Regions from separate parts of the Gossypium hirsutum genome. Here region 2 is linked to region 1. The links are chromatin contacts, called in public Hi-C maps. All regions are on one chromosome and are shown on one strand. Each heading gives the region's core, a stretch centred on a gene start, on an enhancer-like site or on the middle of the called end of the contact. The rest is flanking DNA. Distances are from core to core; before and after follow the strand shown.

Evidence for each region. Hi-C and Micro-C count contacts between places; a contact is called where the count stands out from the background.
Region 2: a Hi-C map of leaf shows a contact between it and region 1, with 3 times the contacts expected there. The contact joins the promoter of LOC107896751 here to the promoter of LOC107896756 in region 1. A contact is called at or near these places in 3 of 34 Hi-C or Micro-C datasets (leaf and petal).

The regions. Positions count from the first base shown.
Region 1 is chrA10:86,045,587-86,051,984 of Gossypium_hirsutum_v2.1, forward strand. It overlaps LOC107896756 (prosaposin), which reads left to right and starts at 5,144. Exons shown (of 6, transcript XM_016822021.2): 1 at 5,144-5,292; 2 at 5,869-5,979. The coding sequence starts at 5,280. It overlaps LOC107895544, which reads left to right and starts at 1,825. Exons shown (of 2, transcript XM_041078563.1): 1 at 1,825-1,849; 2 at 2,595-3,106. The coding sequence starts at 1,825. The coding sequence ends at 3,106.
Region 2 is chrA10:86,342,576-86,349,436 of Gossypium_hirsutum_v2.1, forward strand. It overlaps LOC107896751 (probable serine/threonine-protein kinase WNK5), which reads right to left and starts at 2,881. Exons shown (of 7, transcript XM_016822015.2): 1 at 1,894-2,881; 2 at 1,150-1,415; 3 at 841-1,064; 4 at 605-762; 5 at 199-514; 6 at 1. The coding sequence starts at 1,983.

The DNA of each region.
Region 1 (6,398 bases), core at 3,894-6,393:
GCTCTAGTTGGCAGTCTGTTGAGCAGATACACTGAGGTGTTGACTGCCTCAGCCCAAAACTGACTTGGAAGCTTGCCTTGAAACAAGAGGCACCTGGCCATGTTCAGTACAGTCCTATTCTTTCTCTCACAAACTCCATTCTGTTGAGGAGTATAGACTGTTGTGAGCTGATGGTGAATCCCAGCACTGTCACAAAGCTTCTGAAATCTCTCAGACACATATTCAGAGCCATTATCAGTTCTCAAGGCTCTAATTTTGCAGCCTGACTGATTTTCAGCATAGGCCTTGAATTTGTAGAAGGTTTCAAACACTTTTGACTTTTGCTTCAAGAAGTAGACCTAGCACAACCTTGTTAAATCATCTATAAACAGGGCAAAGTACCTGTTCTCACTGATTGAAGGTGTTCTCATAGGGCCACAAACATCAGAGTGCACCAATTCGAGCTTGTTTTGAGCTCTCCAAGCACTGTCAGCAGGAAAAGGCAGTCTAGCCTGCTTACCAAGCTGACAAACCTCACAAACATTCCCACTAACTTCAATTTTTGAAATGTCATCAACCAAATTCAGCCTATGTAACAGATCGATGGATCTAAAATTTGCATGGCCTAGTCTCCTATGCCACAAGTCAGTGCTTTCAACAAGGCTGGTGTATGCCTTTCTTTCTATTTGGCTAACATCCAGCATGAAGCACCTATCAGTCATAGAGACTGTGACTAACTCCAAACCATTCATGTCTTGAACAATACAGCAACCATCCTTAAAAACCAATGTATAGCCCTTTTCAACTAATTGGCCTACACTAAGCAAATTCTGGTCTAAGTCAGGTACAAAAAACACATCTGAGATCAGCTTGTTACCTGAACCAGTGCTAATCAACACACTGCCCTTGCCTTTAGCCTCAATCAGCCTACCATCTCCAATTCTAATCCTCGAGTGGAAGCTTCTGTCTAGGCCTTTGAACAGCTTCTCATCTGCTGCCATATGGTGTGAGCAGCCACTGTCTAGTAGCCAATCATTGCTGGTCTTGGTTGTGCCAACAAAACAAGTTGCTGTGAACACTTGCTCCTTCTGAGCTTGAATGTCCTCAGCAGGTCTAGCTTGTTGCAGAGCAGCCTCCCTTGGTTTGCCCTTGCACACCTTCTCCACATGGCCAAACTGGTTGCATTTTCTACATTGAATATCTGGCCTAAACCAGCAATACTTTTCTGAATGTGTTGTCTTCTTGCAATGAACACATGGTGGGAACACCCTTTTTGCTTCATCTCTTCCTGACTTAACCCTTCTATTGTGCCAAGGCTTCTTGCCTTTTGCACTCACACTCGAGCCTTCACTGGCTTTAGCCTGGAAAGCAGCTTCAGGATTCTCCTCCTGCCTATTTGCCCTCCTTTGCTCAAGTGCATACAGGGAGTTTATCAGCTCAGACAATGAAATGGCTGATAAGTCCCTCGAGTCCTCAAGTGAAGAGATTTTAGACTCAAATTTCTCAGGGAGAGTTGTAATAACCTTTTCAACAACTCTGCTCTCTGTGAAGTCCACTCCTAGGAGCCTAATGCTGTTGACAATGGCCATTATCCTATCTGAGTACTGCTTGATGGTCTCAGACCCCTTCATCCTCAAATTTTCAAAGTCTCTCCTGAAGTTGATCACTTACTGTTGCCTTGTCTTATCAGTCCCCATGAACTCCTCCTTCAGCTTCTCCCAAGCTCGCTTTGGTGAGTCACAGGCCATGATGCGAGTAAATATCACATCAGAGACTCCATTTTGCAAGCAGGCCATAGCCTTATGCTTCTTGGCTCGCTCCTCAGTATGTTGCCTCATCTGTGCAATGGTGGGATTGGCTCTCAATGGAGGTGGTTCAGCATCATTCTCGATCACACTCCAAAGATCATGTGCCTGGAGATAAGTCTTCATTTTAACTATCCAAATGTGATAGTTTTCTCCAGTGAACACTGGTGGAGGTGGTGGAGTGAAACTCATTCTACTAAACTGATTTTAATTGCTTCAATCTTACCAAATTTTGAACTTGCTGTTGGTTTTGATTCGAACACAACAGATTGCATACAAAGGCCCCTCAAAGACTCGGGCTCATGATACCATTTGTTGGAACAATGGCAGCAGCAAATATCAAACAAAGTTACAACACAGTGTTTGCAAGACTGAAGCAAGAAGAATCGAAGCAAAGAAAGAGCAAAGCAAAGCAAAAATTTGATCAAAATTGAATACTCAGCAAAGTTGTAACTGAACATCCATCATTTCTCATTCAAATTTGAAATATAAAAGAGTTACAATGTACATTGACAGTTACCTAATGTATTTAACTGTCCCAACTAATACAAACCTAATCACTAGCAAAAAATAATCAAATATAGCTGACCAATCAGCCATTACATCAAAAGATCTTATCACTAACTTAAGTTTAACTAGTATTACAAACAAACTAAAATTGAACCGAACCAAATTACATCAGAACAAAACAGTAAAATTGGTTGCTTCATTCGGTTCAAAAACCATCCGTGCGCACCAAGCAAAATGAGCTGAGCTCGATAGCTGCTGGTCTCGACAGTAGCAAGCTTCTGGCTCCATGTTGCATTGCAGTCCAGCTTTCAACAAAATGGGAAGCCCCAGAGAACCCAATAATTAAAATCAATTTTGATGCTTCTTTCGATAGCACAACTTACAGATCGGTATCGGGGATAGTGGCAAGATCTGGAGAAGGAGAGGTTGAAATTTCTAAATCTCAACTGCATCTAGCGGTTGATACGGCTTTTGATGCAGAGGCAATTGCTTGTTACGGCGCAGTCCTCACTGGCTTAGAAATGGGCTACACAAAGGTTGTTATTGAGGGCGACTCCAAGTCCATCATAACCAAATGCATGGCGCAATCAGTGGACAAATCGCAAGTTAGTGCGCATATTCGAAATATTCAAAGAGAAAAAAGCAAATTTCAGACCATTACTTTCCGTTATGCTCCAAGATCAGCTAATCGCTTAGCCCACATCGTTGCGACAACAAGCTTGAAGGAAATGAAGATGATTTACCTGCGTGGGGTGGTCCCCGGCTACGCCAATCATCAATGGCTACTGGAGCGCCCACGAGAACTGGATTGAAACGATGAAAAGGGAAATGGAAAAGGGGGCGTTGAGAGCGTCCCAAATAAAATCTTTCAGGCTTTCTCCAGTGAAAATGAAGAGGAAGAGACGTTGGGCAAATGACAAAGCTGGAGACAGACACTATAATGGATGGGGATTTTAATTTTATTTGTTTTAATTAGTTGTGGTTTTTGGGTTTCTTTTAGCCGTCGCTTAAGTTTCCTTTATGTCTGTTGATTTGATTAGTTTTCTATTGATGTTACCAGAACATTTATTAGTTTTGTTTCCAATAAAATATCTCCAACCCTTATTTAGTCAAAAAAAAAAGTTATATATTATATATACATCCAAATATATCTCAATTAATCCTTACAAATATATTTATATGTAAATATAAGTTTTAAAATCATTAATTATGTTCAATAATATAATTTAATAATTGTTAATTTTAAATGTAATTGTAGAAAAAATGCTTAAGATAAAAGAAAATTTAAAATATTAAAATTTTGTACCAACCAGTGCAGGCCGATGCACTGGCAAGAGCAAAGCCGAAAAATTATTTTAGGGAAAATCAAAATTAAATTGTAATTTTTATGATAGTAAAAATACAATTTCACCATTTTAGTAGTATATATATTTATAATTTTTAAAGTATTAAATCAAATTTTTATTATTTTAGGGGGACAAAGTACAATTTTACCATTACTAATTTAAAAAAAAATTTAAGAGTTTAAATGAAAAATTTTCTATTTTAAAAGAGTCAAGGACTCTACCAGTCCCCCTAGGTACGCCCTGTGCTCTGACATAAGTTAGTATTGATCAGAACATATCAAATGCACCAAAATGGTCAAAACCCAACAATATTTTAACTAAAATGGAATACGAACTACTTGGTATCAATTTAAAACTGAAATAGAACACATTAATCGATACAATTGGTACCGATATGGTACCAACAACCATTGTAAAATATGTTTATGAACATGGTTTCAATGAACCAAATATTTTGATATATTGAAGTTGTAACTCTCGAATTTAATTGGGAACGTGTTGCAGATATTATATGTGAAGTTGTGTTTATTATGAATCTAAATTAGATAACAATTAATAATACACCAGATATTGTAAAAAAATTTATCATTTTAAGATTATCATATCAGGACATCATACAATCCAAGTTTGTTTTCGTCTGGATGACCCAAGTCAAGTACTAAATATATAAATATTTTCTTAAAACAAGAAAAGAAATGTTCTCCACCTCTATTATATAAAAAGGTAGATTACTAAGTTGGTCATCCAATTTTTAAGGCGTTTTTATTTTGATTATACAAAAAAAAAATTCTTTCAAATTTGTCTACATCATCAGAGATAGCTTTCATTTTAATCACCCAAACGTTAAATTTTTAACACCAATGAATTGTAAACATCACATCATGTTTATAGTTTCATTTTGGCCAGCCAATTTCTTGGTTGTTTTCATTTTGGTCATTCAAAAAAAATCTTTTTTTTAAGTATGGATCTAGAAAAACAAAATTAAGGATTAAAATAAAAAAACAATAGAAATTAAAATAATGCCTTAAAAAATTTGAAATTATACTTGCTTACTCCCTTGCCTGAAAGTTGTAAATTTTTATTCAATATTGAAGTTTCAATCGATTTATTAGTATAATATTAAAATTAATCTCTTTCTAAAATTTAAAATTTTAATTTATGTTATTGAATTATCTTTATTCAAATAGTCTATATTTAATAATTATATAAAAAACTCAAATTTCTTTTGATAACTTGGAATTAAATCTTCTATGCTAAGTTAAATTAATTCGTTAAAATTGAACCTTTAAAATTATTATATTCAATTCAAATTGATTACGACATTTATGAATATCTTTTTCATTTTAAAATGTTACACGTCAACTTTAAAAAATATTTAATGCTATTAATAATTAAATTTAAATTTTAAAATTCAAAGGATAAAGAAGTTTAAATAACTGAAAAAAAATATTAAGTTCTAATAATAGAAAGAAGATAGTAATTTGTAGCATATTTTAACCAAAAATTTACAAATAAATATGGTGATAATGGTGAGATGGTAGATGAGTTTAAAAGGGGCAGCGCCAACGACAATTCCACGCCTTTGCCCAATCCGACACTCACAGGGAATTAATAATAATATCTCCCTCTGGCGCTGACTATGCTTTCCAAAGGTACAACTCTTCTCTTCCATCCTTTTTTGTTTCTATTTTCATTATATCTTATCTGTTTTTCCTCTCCATTGTTTAATTTTGTGCAAAATCTTTGATGGGATTTTCTTATAGTACTTCTTTGTTGAAACTTGAAAGCTTTGGTTTCTCTTTCATCCTACATGTTGTGGTTTAGTTTCAAGTATTGAAACACAAAGAATATGAATTGTTGTAAGTATTGGGTTTTGGAATAATCTGCTTTTGAATTGTTGCTGCTGCTATACTTTCGCTTATTCTGGAGCTACTACCGGTCTTTTGGTATCTGGGTTGTATGAAGCCCAGTCAAAAAGTTAACTGATAGGTGAAATTTGAGATATAGCTAGTAATTAAGGATAATATTATTGTTTGTATTGGGTTCTATCACTTTTCAGACTATGGTCGCACCTTTCAGGTGATATGTGTATTAGTTTAAAATTTTGTCTATTGTTGTCATAGGATCTTTTACCTTTGGATATGTTCATGTAAAAGACATTTACTTTTTCATCAAGTACTATTTGTTTGAATTATGTGATTCTCATGCTATTTAATGAATAACTCCAGGCATTATGGATGTGAGACTTGGGCTCTTATTCCTCTTTGTATTGGGTGCAAGCTGGGTTTGCGATGCTAGACAACTAGAAGCCGCTCCGGTAGTACTCTCTGGTGCATCAGGTAATTCTGTTAAGAGTTTTGGTAATCATTGTTGATGTTATCGTCTCTTTACGGTATCTACAAGATTCTCTTTTCCTTTTCCCAGTCCTAAGAGAGGCTTCTTAAGTTCGCTTGTTTAATTGTAATAATACCTGAAAGATGATGCAGAACGTTACTCCCTTAATGGTTTAATAATCCATATTCAGATGAAGTTGCAGCTTAATGATGGTTGAACTAAATTTATTGGTGAATATGTTCCAAGGTCCCTTAAGTTTACTTGCTTGTGAAAATGTGTGAATTAAATTAACTATTAATAATTACCAGCTAAATTTTGAACTATGTTGGAAATTTGAGATAGGGCTTGCAATTGGAGGTCCTGGGATAAGTTTGGGATTTGGTTATAGACCGGCTTTTATAGGTTCTGAACATTTTTATTTTTG
Region 2 (6,861 bases), core at 1,631-4,130, 290 kb after region 1:
CCTGGAAGAAGGGAAATTATTGATTAAGAATGTTGAAGGCACACTAAATATGAAATTTTGCAGGCTGTTAATGGAAATTGATCCATGTTTTAAAGGAAGAAGGCTATTTTTCAATATTTCAGTCGCTTAGGATCGATGAACTTCTCCAGCGTCCATGCAATAGTACCCCAATATAATTACAAGAAGCTTAAGAAGTACCTTCCTTGTCTGTAATCTGTACTTTGAGAAAAATTGTGTCATCTTCAGGATCCATTGTGCCAGTTATTGACATATCAGTACTCCTTGTCGGATCAGCCTGCAAAGAAGGCGCTAGCTCTGCAACTGGGCCGTTTTGAGTTAGCTTTTGGCTCAGGACTCTTGGGACAGACAGCAGATTCCCTTCATTAGAGGCCAAAAATGGATCAAGCAAGAGTTCATGAGCAGGCAACCTCTTGGAAACGTTCTCCAGGCACTTTCCGATAAACCTCCGGGCTTCCTCATCTTGAATCCTATAGAATGCCTCTGGCAACTTTCCCTAGAGAGTTAAGAAGGAACACAGAACAGACATGTCTTAGATTAATTCAACTGTTGATTGTTGGAATTAATGAACCTGGATATAACTCACGGAAGTCACTTTCTTGTAGATTTGAGCAGGATTGGAACACTCGCTATACGGGTATTCAGAGGTAAGCATCTCTAATACACACATTCCAAAGGAGTATATATCTACTAGCTCATTGTAATCCTCTTCATACAGTTCTGGTGCCATAAATTCAGGGGTCCCTGGTGTCGTGTGCAAGTTAGAAGAAATTAACATACAAAGATATAAACTTAGGCAGATGATAGCAATTTAGAGCATACCTATGACACTATGGGCATGTTGTGAGCCACGAAGGATGGCAGCTAGTCCAAGATCGCCGATCTTGACCTGTCCAAGGTGGCCATTGACAAAGATATTGTCACACTTAAGATCTCTATGGATCACCGGAGGATCATGGCCATGTAGATAAGCTAGACCCTGCAGAATTTGGCAAGCCCAGCTCTTAACCGCTCGCATGTCGATGCGCGGGTATTTCTGTCTATACCTATATTTACATCAAACATGCAAAAGTTTACACCTAAAACAACAGGAATGTAACTTTTTCAATAGATAGGAAAGTCTTATATTACTCTCGAAGTGTGCCAGATGTGAACATCTCAGTGATGAAGTTGAAAGTTCTACGATTGATATCAACCCAAGATGTGTAGAATCGAATAATGGAATCGTGTTTAAGATTCTTGAGAAGGTGGACCTCGGAATAAAGACGCTGCAATTCCTCCGGTGAACGGAAGACATCGTTAAGCTTCACTTGATTCCAGGCCACCTCCATTCCAAGGGCCTCATCGAATGCCCTATACACTGTCTTCATAGCTCCTTTACCAAGAATCTCTCTGAACTGCAGACAAAATTCCCATGTACAGTCACAGTTTCAATCATTTTAAAGCTTAAACAATGCATATAAATATTTGATATGATCATCAAAACCTATTTCCCAGATTTTACAGGAAATTTGAAAGAATCTCCATACGACCATATCGAAAGGCCGTTGACCAAAGGAATGGATCAAACAAAGTTCCATTTTATAAATAATCTTATAGAACATCTTTAATCACATACTATATATACATACAGTATCAAATAAATTTCTGAGATCTCCGACTATTCATCCTAACATAACATCAAAGAATTACCAAAACCCCACATCTCAAAAAGAAAAGTCAACATGGCATGTAATTATCCATTATCATTGCAAAAGATATTAGAGTTATTCCTACTGAAAGTTTGATATTGGAATTCATGCATCAATGAAAAGGTAAAAAGGATTTTAAAGTGAATGAAGAAAAGGATTTTAAAGTGAATGAAGAAAAGCTTACACGTCCGTACCGACCAGAGGGATCGGTTTCAACGTATCCATGCTGGGATTTAACTCCATCAACACATCCCCCTAGACGTGTTTGGTACATGGTCTGAGAAATCAGGTACCGTCCGAAACCTCTCGGGGGCTTATTCTAATATCTATATATATATTGAGAACAAAAATACTAAACTTTATCTAGCTATTATAGAATAACTCAAGAACAAGGCAGCAAATGGAATTAACGGGGAGTGGAAAAAAACAAAGAAAATTTATGGTGTGCTAGATGATCCGAGGCTTTCCTTCATGATTTTCGTAGGAGAAAACACCAAATAATAACCAAAAGAGCCTTGAGTAATCGACGCTAAGCATAATCCAAGCCATTTCCACAACTGCATGTGAGAAGTCGTAGTAGTTCTTGGAAACCATTTAGTCTTTTGGAAAGCGAAACACGAGATTCAATAATATATATAAGTCTAGAGATACTGTCGAAGAAGATTTTTAGAGCAAAAAGAAAAGAACCCAAAGCCAAAAACAATGGTTCGGATCGATAGAGAGGGGGAAAAGAGAGAATATTTGGAATCAGCCAATATAGTAAATTAAAAAACAAAAAAAAGGCTTTTGATTATGCAAATGGTGTCGAATCCTGAGTTAAGTGGATGAACAAAGATTCTAAAACCGGAGAAGATTTTGGTAAGTGGGAGTTTGATTTCGGGAAGAAACTAGACTTCTAAACTTGAAAAACCTATGGCTACGCTTTGACATCACCATTTGTGGTGGAGAAACCTATCCCAAGAATATAAATTAGGGGTTTAGATAAACTGAAAGATCAAAAGACAGAGTTGCAGAAGAAGAAGAAGAAGAAGAAAACAAGTATGGCGATGAAGGGTTGGTGGCGAAACTGAAACAATACAAAAAAAAAAAAAGAGGATGAGAAGCTGATTTGATGACAGTTTGTATTTGGTACAGTGCGCTGCCCTCTTAGCACAGCTCAGCTGACGCAATTTGACAAAGTCTAATTAATGACCCTTAATAATGCTTACATTATAATTAAACCAGATGTAACAAAATAAAAATAAAAATAGTCTCATTTTTGCATTGCTTAAATTTATTATATTTAAACAATGTTACACCGGTTCAAACAGTATAATCCTGTATAAAAAAATATTTAACAAATTTATAGATAATATAAAATTTTGAGAAATATTGCCGCTCAAATATATATATATGTGATATTAAAATAATTTCTAAACAGTATTAAAATATCATTACAAAAAAAAATATCATCATATTTATTAAAGTACACAGTAATTATATATTTGTTTCTTATATGATTTATATTTCATTTTTAAAATTGTGAATTAATATAGGCTTTTTATTTTTTAATTTTGTTTTTTAAATAAATTTTAATTTTAATTTTTTTAAAAGCAATGTTTTGATTTTTATAAAATTTATATATAAAACAAAATGCTATAAAATCATTTTAATAGATGATGAATTAGTCAACATACTTCTCAAAACACTTCATTTTTATTACTATTTCGAATAGAGAACTTTTTATTATTATCTAAAGCAATTATAGAAACATTTTTTTTAACCTAAAACAATTATTGGTATTGTTAAATAGTTTTAATGTTATCGTTATTGGAAAATGTTGTAAATTTTTAACAATTTCAATAAAAAATTTTAATATTTTAAAACAATTTTACAACTGAAATTATTTCTTAAAAAATATGTATTTATCAAGTTTTTAAAGATTTTAATTTAATTATGACTTGAAAATTTATTTTTAAAAGTTTGATTTTTTAAAAAAAAATTGTTATCATACATATATAATAAGGTTATGAAGTTTTTAATGTATTTACAGTATTCTATAAAAAAAATTTGTTTACATTATAAAAATTTGACAAGTAGCAAAGAAAGAATGTAAACATTAGTGGAGGAGAAAATTGCAACAAAACCCCTCCGTCATGTTTTATATAATTTTTAATGGTGCTTTATAAGCTATATTTTTATAATAATTCCTTTCAATTTAGTTATATGCAATATTTTAATTTAAAACTATTTAAAACAGTTATTTTAAATTTATCACTATTTTTATAAATTAGATACATTATTGAAATTGAAATAGATATTTAAAATATAAACAATGTTACAATAAATTATTTAATGATCAAAACATTTAAATTTAATAGTAATCTATGTTAAATTAGAAACTATATATAAAAATAAAATTTCACATAATTTTCTATTACAATATTTATATTTTAAAAATAATTTCACAATATTATTTATTTAAATTCAATCTAATATTAATTATTATGTTTTTTAAAATTAAACTAATATATTATTAAATTTTACTTTCTTAAACAAATTATTAACGAATCATCACAAAATTTATGTGGAATTTTGATAAAAATAATCAAATACAATTTAATTAATACCAAGGAAAGAAAACTAATTTAAATATATTTTAAAATGAAAATAACATTATATTTTAAATATTTTTTAAGTTAAATATTTTTTTAATAATTAGGTCCGAATATTTTAGTAATAATAAAATTATTATAGGTCAATCAAGTAAGCTACCTACTTATCAAAATTTTATGCTTTCACATAATATTGTTTATTAACTTATATTGTTATTATCATTGTTTCTTTGGGGGATAAACCTGAAAAACCAACGAAAAAAAAATAAAATAACGAAGGATTTGAAAAGATTGAAAATAAATATTTTACGTGAAAAATCCTTCCGAAGAGGATAAGAATCACGATTCAAAATGATTTCATTAAAATGGCCAAAATTAAGAGTACAAAATATTAAGATAAAACTAAACCCCAAAACCCAAAATAATAATCCTCAAAACGTAAACACAAGATTTTCTAAAAGCTTGTAAAAGATAATACCTAAATGTGTAATAGGTTATTTTTTTAGGGTGAAAAAATGGTCTATTTGTAGGTTAAATTTGTAGGTTAAAGAATATTAAAATATCCTATACTAATCATAGTTTAAGTAAGAAACTGATATTAAAATAACCTATACTAGTCAGAGTTTAAGAGATAAACTAAAAATAGAGTTTAACTAGGAGAAGAAAAGTCGAAAAATACGAGGTATAACTTCACAAATCTCCATCTTGACTCGTATTTTCATAATGCCTTCTTTGCCAAAGCCCACTATGGACTTATCTCGAACTATGCAGGATATTAACGGAGTTGAAGTTGTGCTTAGAAGCTAAAAGACTTCTAGTCTTCGACTTGTGCACTGCAAAATCAAAACTGACCCGAGTCTGATTTCCACGAATGCAATGCCCTATCTTTTCAAAACATACATCCAAAAGAGAACATCCCTTATACAAAATGGTTATACCTTTTTCCCTCCTATGACCAAATTACCTTAGCTTCAAACGAGTCGACTTCGACTCCTTAACGGACGAGGGACATCCAATTTCATTGGTCATCATTGATCCTTCTAGAGCATAAAGACTGCCAATATTTTTACCTTTCATCAAAAAAAGAACCCCACGGGATACATCAATGATGTTTGACTCGATGTAAATTCTACAACCCTTCGAGTCCAAAATTCCCAAGTAGCTGAATTTTTTCTTTAAGTCAGGCACATGCCTAACATCTGATAGTGTCTTAATTGTCTCGTTATGCATCCTGATTTGAACAGTACCAATACCATTAACCTTACCGGGTGAACCAATCTATAACATCCCAAAAATCAGGTTAGAATAAATTGAGTTAGTGAAACCAAGAGTGATCGTCTCTCAATTTTGAGTTATGATTTTGAAAAGTCTGCAAGCAATTTATTCTGGTTCAGTGGTTAAGTGTTGTGCTTATGAGTGTGAGGTTTTGGGTTCAAATCCTGCCTCTTGAATTTTTGCCATTTGATTAAACCCCTATCTTGGGCAATTTAGGTTATAAGTTATTTTCGGTCAATTGATGACAAGAATGAGTTTTCTGGTTCAATGGTTAAGCTTTTGTATACCATTTGATCTTGTGTTCGAATATCTATGAAAGTAATGGAAATGTGTTTTTCTTTTCTTTTTCTCTGCCTTGAGAGGTAGTTTTATTTCCTTTTAAGTTAACTAAACTTCCCTAAAAAACATCATAGGTTCTTTACATTTTATTTTATTTTATTTATTATTTATTATTTCTGTTCATCTATTTTCTTTCTCTTAGTTTTGAATTCTTTCTTTTCAAATCGTCTTTCCGTTTTAAATTGGTTCTGTATAGGGTTTGACTTTTCCTTTTGGGTTTAATTTGTTTTTCGGTAAGTTTCAATTTGAAGTTTTTGGGTTGAAAGTTCTTTGACGAAATTTCAGTTTTGGGGATGATGTTGTTTTGACTTGGTTGCAAATTAATCATTGTTTGGACAATTGGTAGTCGTTTTAGGTTTCAAAATTTTCTGTATTGAGTGTGTAACGAAAACCTAATTTTCTGTGATTTTTGAACATCAAAAAATATGGTTGTCGATGCCACACGGTCGTGTGTTGGGCCATGCAACTTGCTATTTTGGAAATAGAGTCACACAAGCTAGAGACACAGGCGTGTGTCTAGGCCGTGTAAGAGATATTTTAGGTTTTGGGTCATACGAGCGTGTGCTAGGCCATGTGAGATGTTAAGAAGGTCACACAGGCGTGTGCTAGGCCATGTGGACCACATGGGCCAGATACCCAGGCCATGTGAATCCATACGGGCGTGTGGGCCAAAAATTAGAATTTTTCCCTAAGATTCGTCATTCGAATCTAACGCAAGCCTACCGTAGGGTCCGTATGATCTGAATTAGACTATAAAACTAGATATCTGATGATCTGATGATGAATAACCTATTATCTATAGGTATGTCTGATATGTTTTAACCCAAGTAAGTATGATCTGTTAGTGCATAATGTACTCTTGTTTAAGGTATGCGATTTATCCAGGTATAATCTGTATTCTGCTAAGTTTGATGGTACGCATCTTCGTTATTCTGTTGATTAAG